Linked DNA regions of Gasterosteus aculeatus: region 2 is linked to region 1. The links are chromatin contacts, called in public Hi-C maps. All regions are on one chromosome and are shown on one strand. Each heading gives the region's core, a stretch centred on a gene start, on an enhancer-like site or on the middle of the called end of the contact. The rest is flanking DNA. Distances are from core to core; before and after follow the strand shown.

The links. A called contact is a pair of places that touch in the nucleus more often than the background predicts.
Region 2: a Hi-C map of liver shows a contact between it and region 1, with 6 times the contacts expected there. The contact joins the promoter of drd5a here to the enhancer-like site in region 1. A contact is called at or near these places in 4 of 6 Hi-C or Micro-C datasets (liver, skeletal muscle and whole body).

The regions. Positions count from the first base shown.
Region 1 is chr17:15,581,078-15,585,837 of fGasAcu3.hap1.1, reverse strand. slc2a9l2 (solute carrier family 2 member 9, like 2) reads right to left here. Exons shown (of 14, transcript XM_078091560.1): 7 at 3,947-4,092. Among protein-coding and RNA genes, the nearest start is that of slc2a9l2, 13 kb to the right of the region's middle. Within about 2 kb of position 2,532, at least 1 of the 9 cell types and tissues checked has open chromatin away from gene starts, as enhancers often do.
Region 2 is chr17:15,661,694-15,666,426 of fGasAcu3.hap1.1, reverse strand. It overlaps drd5a (dopamine receptor D5a), which reads left to right and starts at 2,395. Exons shown (of 1, transcript XM_040202945.2): 1 at 2,395-4,733. The coding sequence starts at 2,741. The coding sequence ends at 4,123. It overlaps otop1 (otopetrin 1), which reads left to right. Exons shown (of 6, transcript XM_040202933.2): 6 at 1-798.

The DNA of each region.
Region 1 (4,760 bases), core at 1,283-3,782:
AAAATCACCAGCTCTTAAAAACACTATCACACTATAATCTATGATAACCCAGTGATCAAGGAGAGTTTCACATTAATAGAGTGCTGATAACAGCTCTAAAAGGTGGCTTTAGTGAAGGCCTCAAGGCAGAGAAACAGCAGGAGTGAATATCCTTTTCGTTCCGAAGTCCGGCTCTGGTATGCCAATGCGCATTCGAGTGACAATTGGAATAGAAAAAGCTCCCCTAACCTCTAAAACCTGTGCAGAAGGCGCTGAAATTGCTTGTGAGGTGCATACAATGGCCGCTGCACGTATGAGTGACACCAGGATCAAAAAGTGGCAGTTTGCAGGTTCCTTTTTCAGAAAAGCATAAACCAATCTGAGAACGGCAAGTAGGGGCATGGACTCGCCCTTCATCCATATGCAAATGTGAATTCATACATATGCAAATGTGAATCCCGTAAAAATTTGCCGCTTCCTTCGTCTTTACAGGCTGGCCAGCAACTTTACTGTCTCCAATCACGGAGGAGAACTACTTTGTTTTATTCTGACAGCGTAAGTGTGCAAGAAAGTGAATATAAAGCGTATTTCCCAACATGTTGAACTCTAATATTATCACTATAGAAAAAACATGAATATGTTTTTTTTTTTATTCTATTTCTGCAAATGCAACAGGTCTTTCATATTTTCCTTTTGAATTAAGACTTATACAGCAAAAACACATGATGCTCAGCTACTCGTGTTTAGTTCTTGAGTGTGTACTGTACGGTTAAATGCACACACATATATCAAATATATAACATCATGGTCATTTAGAATAACCAGTTTGACAATAATGTTAGATAAATGACATTAGAGGGGCCAACATTAAACAATCCTTTGATTTATTTTAGTCCATTTACACCTCCCCGGTAAGCCAAAGCCACGTCTGATGGAGGATAAATAGATTTCTATAACCTCTGAGTTTGACCTACCTAATGTAAGCTGCATTTGAGGCATGCTAATGAGTTCAGTGTCTCATGGGAGCTCCCTGACATAGACCTATTCTTTCTGTAATGGGATAAACATGTGTCCCTGGTGGGGAAAAGGTCAGCGGCCTATCATGATGTTTAGAGTAATTATCATCTTTCAAAGCTTATCACCACTTTGGACCACAGAGCGATGTCCTAGACCAGCCCCGCTGAGAGGAAGGAGTCCCATAATCAAAGTCTGTGGCGCTGTTATCGTATGACATCAAGGGTGTCTGTTATGTTTGTGGAAGGGCGCGATGCCGGTGACACAAATACACGACGGTGATATTTATAAAGGTCGTCTGTGGGTTGAAATGATGGATTGGACAAACCAAATGCTTGGATATTATGCTTAATGTTTGGATGTCGGAACAATATGGGAGGAGGAACATAGGAGAGGAAACTTGTGGTCAAATCTTTCCAAAGTACATGTATAAACAGTCCAAACTAAAAAAAAAAAGTTTTTTCTTAGCTACACTTATACAACAAATACTTGTTTCTCTTGCTATCAAGTGAGGAGAGAGTCAAATGTATGTAAGGGGCACATGAAATTAAATGTAATCATGAGTTGCAGTTGTTGGTTTGTTTTGGAGGATTATGTTGCGATGCTTCATGGACTAGCTGCCTCATTGCTGGGTTGTAAACGGCTCTCTTTATGCTTTTTAGGATGTCTTGGATGTTTTTTAGTTCTAATGTATTGTGGATGTATTGATCACAGAAATATCATAAAGGGTAAATAAATACGTATATGTACAAAGACTGACATGCAATGTGCCACCTGCCCATTTGAAATAAAGCACAATCATGGAAACTCACACACGTGCCACTTTTATGTGCAGTTATAGCAGTTATCAGCCAACCTGTGGCAAAGTGCTGCACATGTGGACAGACAAAGATGAAGCTCAACCCTGCAGGTCTGAAGGAACACGTTGGTTTCGATATGACCTGGCTTGAATGGGCACAGAAAAATAAGGAATAAACAAAGCTTCTCAAAACCAAAGAGTTACAGTGAGTGTGGGAATCAACTAACTGTTGGAGAACTATCACCAAATCTAAAGTGAGGAGCGACCTCGAGCAGCAGCAGCAGCAGCCACATAAGAAGAGGAAGCTGCCAGCTGCATCCAGTCCAGCAACCGAGAACAACCTCAGGTGTTGCTCTGACAAATAACTGCAGCGAGAGCAGAAACAGGTGAATCACACAGCACACAGGGGTCATCACAAGTCGTGTTATCAAATATAGACACCCTGCCACCGTCATCGCTTCAGTCACAGTGTGACTGGTTTAGGTTATTTAAGAAATAATACAATAATAAGTGTTGCAGAAGATTCTAAAGCTAGTTGTTTTAGTCTCATCTTCTATTCACAGTGCATTGTGTGTGGGCGATATATTCCGGTTCGCATTGATCCAATGTGGTGGTCAATGAGTCTAATCAGAGGCTGCTGTGCGGGATCTGATAAATGTCCTTGGTTTGTTCGGCAAAGTACGGAGCGTGTAAGATTCGGGGTTCGCCACTATTCACAGTCATGTGCTTTACTGTGAAAGCGATGGGGAGTTCAAATGTGTTTCATTTTGTTTTTCTTCCTTTTATGTTAATGTATACGGATCAATGTGGAGTTGTTCTTTTTTCCAGTTTTGTTTTGTCTGACGGCGGCTGTGAAAGTGTGATTATGTGTGTGGAGCAGCTGGCCGTGCATCCCTGCTGTGCCCATGAGTCCATCAGTGTTTCAAAGTTGTTACATTGTCCTTATTGAGTTCAAGGAATAGTTGTTGGATTTGGTAGTTTAGGGCTGGTGTTTAGGAAGGAAAGAGGGGACATGAGTGCTTGTTTCTCCTGTGGTTGGGGACTGTTCTACTGTGGTGCAGTAGCTCCCCCTAATGGTGAGACGAGCTGCAGTGACTCCTTCGCAGGGTTCCTTCGCAGGGTTCCTCCTTGAGAACGCTGTCTCTGGTCTTTTTACGTGGCGATTTAAATTTGGGGGAGGGATGAGGGAAGTTTTTGTGCGGGTTGTAGACTTTTGAGTCATTCTTTTCTGGTTTCTCTGTTTTCCAGGTATTGTTGCCATTTCGGTTAGTGGCTGCAGTACGATTGCTGTGTGTGAGAGGTGTGTCACAATCGACCATTGAACTTGATCCCGAAAAAAGGGCTAAAACTGGACAGCGGATATAAGATTCATTCCTTATCATCAATATCCAATCGGATTTGTACAAATCTCCAGATGAGCATCCTTCGGGCAGCAAAGAAGTCATTTTTGATCTACTTGTATTATACGTCTGGAGACATCTGAGGTTAAATTATGGATGAACAAATCACTACTGTATGGGTGGCATACTGGTTCCCCAACGTATATAGTGATTAAAAGTGTATCCCCTATGTTGTCCCACTATGGTTATGAACTGCATTGAATGCATTTCATCAACAATTATAATGTTGATGATTTGATTTTAAAAGGAAACCAAAATCTAAATGATTATAATGAAGCTGTGATGTTTTTAATAACACCGTTTGCATTTTTATATCGCAAACATCTCGTATCCATTTTATTCTGTGACTTCTGTGTTTCATACTCTACGTTGCACAATGGAGAATATATAAAAAAATCCTATTCTGTTCTGCTTTTCTCGTGGCAAAGTAAGTCACATCGTATCTAGTACTTCAACTAATCAATTTAAATTGCTACCAACAGCATCCACAATGGTTGACAACTGGCTCACAAATATCTTAAGATATATATCAGATGCTATGGCCCCCAAACAAACTTACACTTTATTAAACAAAAACACCCTAAATTCTTCTGTGCTCCAAACAAGCTCCACCCTGTTTGGACTCCAGGGATAGAAGTGATTGCAACGAGCATCATTTAAACTCCAACCTTTAAATGGTCTTAATGCAGGAATAGAGGTAACACCACAAATACTCCCGTGTGTTCCTGCGGTGAACCGTCTCAGAAGCACTGACCTGTCCCAGCAGCTCGGGCAGCCCCAGCACTTGTCCTGTGAACACTCCCAGGCAGATGAGGATGGAGTTGAACTGGCCAATGGAACCTCGGACATGTCTTGGCGTAATTTCTCCCAGGTACATGGGCAGGGCACTGAGAGCTATACCTGTCGTAAAAAGCAACATATTAAGTTTAATGTGATGCGTAAACATTAAAATAATGAAGGGAATCCGTTGGTCAGCGCTGTGATACAAGCAGAAGGTATCGCCCTGTGTTTTTTTTGACTTGAAAATGTTCGATTTGCTTCAACAACATTTGAGAAAGGCTGAACTGACCTGATTTACGTGATAATGTCAGGATCTCAGGATTAGAAACGATCAGCTTTGGTCAAATATCTAATCCTTAGATTTGAGCTGGACAACATATCGTCATGTGGCCCAAGTTTTGCCTCTTCCTGGTTTAGCTACAAACCAGCTACAATAGAGTAGATGGTAATGTGTGAACTTTGCAGGCAGTTATATAAGGTCTACCAACCTTGGCATTCGAAATTCTTATTTAACATCAAATAAGCACTGTGTAAAAACAATGTTGTTGTAAAATCATTATTTAAGTATTTTGGTCAATGCTGACAGCATTTTGCACAGATGAATTTCATGAGCTTAACATTTTTGAAAATGCACTGGAATCTGCAACCAGAAAAGCATATTTCAAACGTGCTGAAGTGGAACCTGTTCCTTAGACCTCCTTGAACATGCAGGTACTGTAGCAAGTCAGGAGTGCACAGCTCATCAGACGGGCAAAATACGTGTTTGTCACTCACACATGATAATGTTC
Region 2 (4,733 bases), core at 1,146-3,645, 81 kb before region 1:
AACATCTAATAGTACGGTGTTCAATGGAGCCACAAGTGCACTGGTGCACAACTTGACACATATTGTCTTTGCATGTGAAATGTTCACACTGTATATGGATCTGGTTCTCATTTAGCTTAGTGGTAGAAGTCTAGCACTGTTTTGATTATACTGGAGTATCCACATCATTATTATATTATATAATATAAAGAAGTGCACACTTACATGACAAATCTACAGTTCAAAAATGTTCCTTTTCATGTAATGACAGCAATGAGTCGATGAATGCGTAATATGAAGAGGGTTCAAATCAGGTTCATCTATATTGTTAAACGTTGAAATCTTGTATCAGAATAGTTGCAGAATTATTATACCAATACTAAGTAAATGTTGTGGTGACAACTTTTTAGACTAGACCACAGATTGTATGTTTACACCTGACAGATCAGCATTAAAAACTCCTTCTGTCTGTGATATAAATTGTTTCTTTTTGACATATGGATATACTGTATACGTGTACTGTATGATTTTTTTTTATCAAATCAATGTATAATTTCATTCAGTTCTCAACCTGGTGCTATCTGCTGTATGTGTTTTCACTACGTGCCAATTTGTGGGAAAATCCTTGTTTTTTAGGAGCAAACTACAATATTATCATCTTTGTAAATACTGTCATGCTAATCAAAGTCACAGAGACACTGCCCGGATTGTTTAAAATTCCAATGAAATGGTGCTCTTAAGTAATGATGTGTACATTAGTGATGGATCTATATCCTTTTCTCGGTGAAATAAAGAAAACGTTTCTTATTTTTCATGCAAGGGATGGGTCAGAACTTTTTTCCTTCACACCGAAGAAGTCTTTGCTGAGTACTGTGACGTCGTCACTGAGAATCGGAGTAAGCTTTAGCTGTAGTACACATTCAAACCACAGGGCGGCGACAAACACCTATATTTCGACGGGACAGTCGAAAAGCCCATGTAGTCTTTGGGGAGCGATAGTTTGAGTTATTTTTCCAAATACATCTTAATTTAACGCCCGATTGTTACAACCATCGTAATAAAAGCAAACTTTATAACGAACAATAATTTATTTTATATTGTTTGGGGATTTTTTTTAAATGCGATACAATCGTATAATTGTAGACAATCTTATGGTTGTTGCACAGAGAAATAGGTCTCACTCATTTGATCGTTCAACAAAAACAAAAATGACATAGCTGTGGTGACATGTGAAGCGATCTTTGTTTGCAAAGAATTAACTGTTGTGTCGGGTAAAAGTTTCCCCCTGACATCCCGATAATATAGGTTACTCCAAAGAATCTGTCGTCGGGCGTTGGGAGATTATTTTTGACGTAGTGTCACAACGATTTGACAGGCAGGCGGACACGTCTAAAAATATCCGTGACGTTTCAAAGCCGGAGACGACGCTGCTGCTGCTGCTGCTGCACAGACACGTTGTGCGCGGCGCTCCGAGCTCCTCGACGCGGCTGCTGAGAGTGTGAATGTTTCGGGTCACTCTGAGAAGTGAGCTGTGACCCCCACCCGGCCGACGTCAGCGGGTAAACAACCGCAGGTATTCAGTGATAAAAATAGATTGATTTATCCACGATAGATATAGTTGGGTAGAGGGAGAGATAAAAACAGATAGATACAGATACTTGGATGCATGTATGGATGCACAAAGGCTATGTGGGATAAAGTGCATCGCCTATCCAGCTTCATCCAGCCCTGATGTCACACAAGGACAGATACGGGAGATCATTAATGCAGCGAGGCCTTCAAATAAATCACCTCAAGCAAATCACACAACTATAAAACCGTTATATTGTTTTTTTTGTTTCTCTTTGCACTACAAGTCAAAGGCCGCTCGTGGTTAGCACCTCTTCTGCTTATGTGCTATAATGGTCAACAGGTGGAGTCGTGATTTACTGCGGTTTCCCCAGTATCGTCTATCTAGATAAGTACACAATACATAGTCAGCCAGGCAGCACCATGGACAGCTCCGGCAGTGGCTTTTCACTGCATGCATGCGTACAGCCCCCAACACTTATTATTATAAAATGTGTAAATGGGCGTGTTTGCAACCTTTAAACAATACTGAATTTAATGGGCAGGAGCTTTTTAATTTTGGTCTATGCGTTTAACACACACTTTATTTTTGCAGGAAAAAGCTCCATTTTTACTCCTGATAACATGTTGTATGTTACGGCAATATGAACAATACGCCGAGGGGGGAAGACAATGCTCAATTGGTTCAAAGGTGTCGACTGATTTGAAGTTTAACGCTCTTCAGAGTCCCTATAAGGAAAATGAGGGCTTCCTCACACCCGTGTTTCTAACGCATTGCGATGTTGCACGCGTCTAACACCACCCACAAAGGAGGCGTGATGTGTGCGCGCCCAGCTCGAATGAGCAGAGGGTGCTTTTGGCTGGTGTAGGTTTGGCTGCAGGGGCTCCGCGGCCACGCCGAGCTCAGGATACCTTTGACCAAGAGATTCGCAGAGGTACCGCCAGGTCAGACGACTAGGCTCCATCCAACATGCTCGCACCACTGCGTAGTGCGCTTCAGCTCCTCGGCGCACCTGGCACGTCGCTCGGCACCGTTTTAAGGCGATCAGTTCTATCTTTCCTTCAGTTTTGCACTTCAAATCAGGCTGGCAGCCGAGAAGGTCAATGGGGAGAATATGGTGAATGGCTGATAACTGCGTCCGTGTGCGCGCACGGAGCAATGGACTGCAGTTTTACTTGAAGAAGCACTCACATGGAGAAGCCAGAGAAGTATCTCTCGTCGGCGCAGGGGGTTGACTATGTGTCGGCACCCTTCGGCGAGATTATGTGGAACAGCACCGAAACGGAGGCGACAAAGGACGGCGGGAAGGATGTGCTTGTGCGTACGCTGACGGGCTGCCTGCTGTCGCTGCTCATCCTATGGACCCTGCTTGGCAACATCATGGTCTGCTCCGCGGTTCTGCGCTTTCGACACCTGCGGACCAAAGTGACCAACATTTTCATCGTCTCTCTGGCTCTGTCGGATTTATTCGTGGCCATCCTGGTGATGCCGTGGAAAGCTGTGGCAGAAGTGGCGGGCTACTGGCCATTTGGCACTTTCTGTAACGTCTGGGTGGCTTTCGACATTATGTGCTCCACCGCCTCCATCCTCAACCTCTGCATCATCAGCGTGGATAGATACTGGGCCATCTGCAGCCCCTTCCGCTACGAGAGGAAAATGACCCAGCGAGTTGCCTTTGTCATGATAAGCGTAACCTGGACGTTGTCTGTGCTCATTTCATTCATACCGGTCCAGCTAAACTGGCACAAAGACAGCGGCGAGGACTTGGCTGGGACGCGCAACTCTTCCGCGAGTCCGCAGATGGAAGAAAACTGTGACTCCAGCCTGAGCAGAGAGTACGCTATATCTTCCTCCCTGATAAGTTTCTATATTCCCGTAGCAATTATGATTGTGACGTACACCAGAATATACCGGATTGCACAAATACAAATAAGAAGAATCGCCTCGCTGGAGAGAGCGGCAGAGCACGCGCAAAGTTGCCGGACAAACCGAATAGAGTGCCAACACCACAACACATTGAAAACCTCGATCAAACGGGAAACCAAAGTGTTCAAAACCCTGTCGGTGATCATGGGTGTCTTTGTGTGTTGCTGGTTACCTTTCTTCATCCTAAACTGCATGGTCCCGTTCTGCGACAGGCCGGCCGCCGACCGGGACGCGGGTCTGCCGTGCGTCAGCGAGACAACTTTCGACGTCTTCGTGTGGTTCGGCTGGACCAACTCCTCCCTGAACCCCATCATTTACGCCTTCAACGCCGAGTTCAGAAAGGCCTTCGCCAGCCTGTTGGGCTGCCGCAATTTCTGCTCCAACACGCCGGTGGAAACTGTCAACATCAGCAACGAGCTGGTGTCATACAACCAAGACACCCTCATCCACAAGGAAATGGCGAACGCGTACGTGAACATGATCCCCAACGTGGTTGAATGTATCGAGCACGAAGATGCTTTTGACAGGATCTCGCAGTTTTCGCACAACCACGAAAACGCCACCGACTCTATTTGTGACTTGGAGGACTGCGAGGCCGACATAAGTCTGGACGCCATGTCACCGTTCACGCCCAACGGATTACACTGACTCCCGCTTATTTGGATGTATTGGCGACAATGCCGTCGCTCCATTCTCTTATTTGATTCCAGAAGCTGCTCAACACTACCAACCCCCCAACAACACCAACACCGCCCATACCTCCCAGCTTAGGGTCCACTGAGCCGATCAGCGGCCATTGCAGCTGATGAGGGATCAAGTGACTTTGCTCATGGACACTAGTGCAGAGCCACGCTGATCCCGCATTGCGTCATGTATGACATGTGATGTTGTTGTCCTGTTCTGGAAAAAAAAGAAGTGATGTTTCGGTATTTATTTACAAGTGAAGTCTGTGTTCATTTGTTCAAAGATTTGGTGTCGTTGAAGATGTTGTTTACCGGAAGGCTTTACTCAGAGCGTCCGCGTCTTATGTCCATCCAAAAAAAAAAATGTTTGTAAAAACTCACCTGAGGAATAATAATCGAAACCTTTTGCTGCTTAAAAACCTAGTATGTCCATTTCCCGCCTTTCCACAAAGTAAGAAAACGGAAGCCTTACGGACCAGCCAAGATAGCTCTACTCAAATGCAGTCATTTCGTCGCCTTATCTTGTTTAGGAAGGAGGTTCGAGACGTGAACGGAATGTGTCCTATAAAGTTACA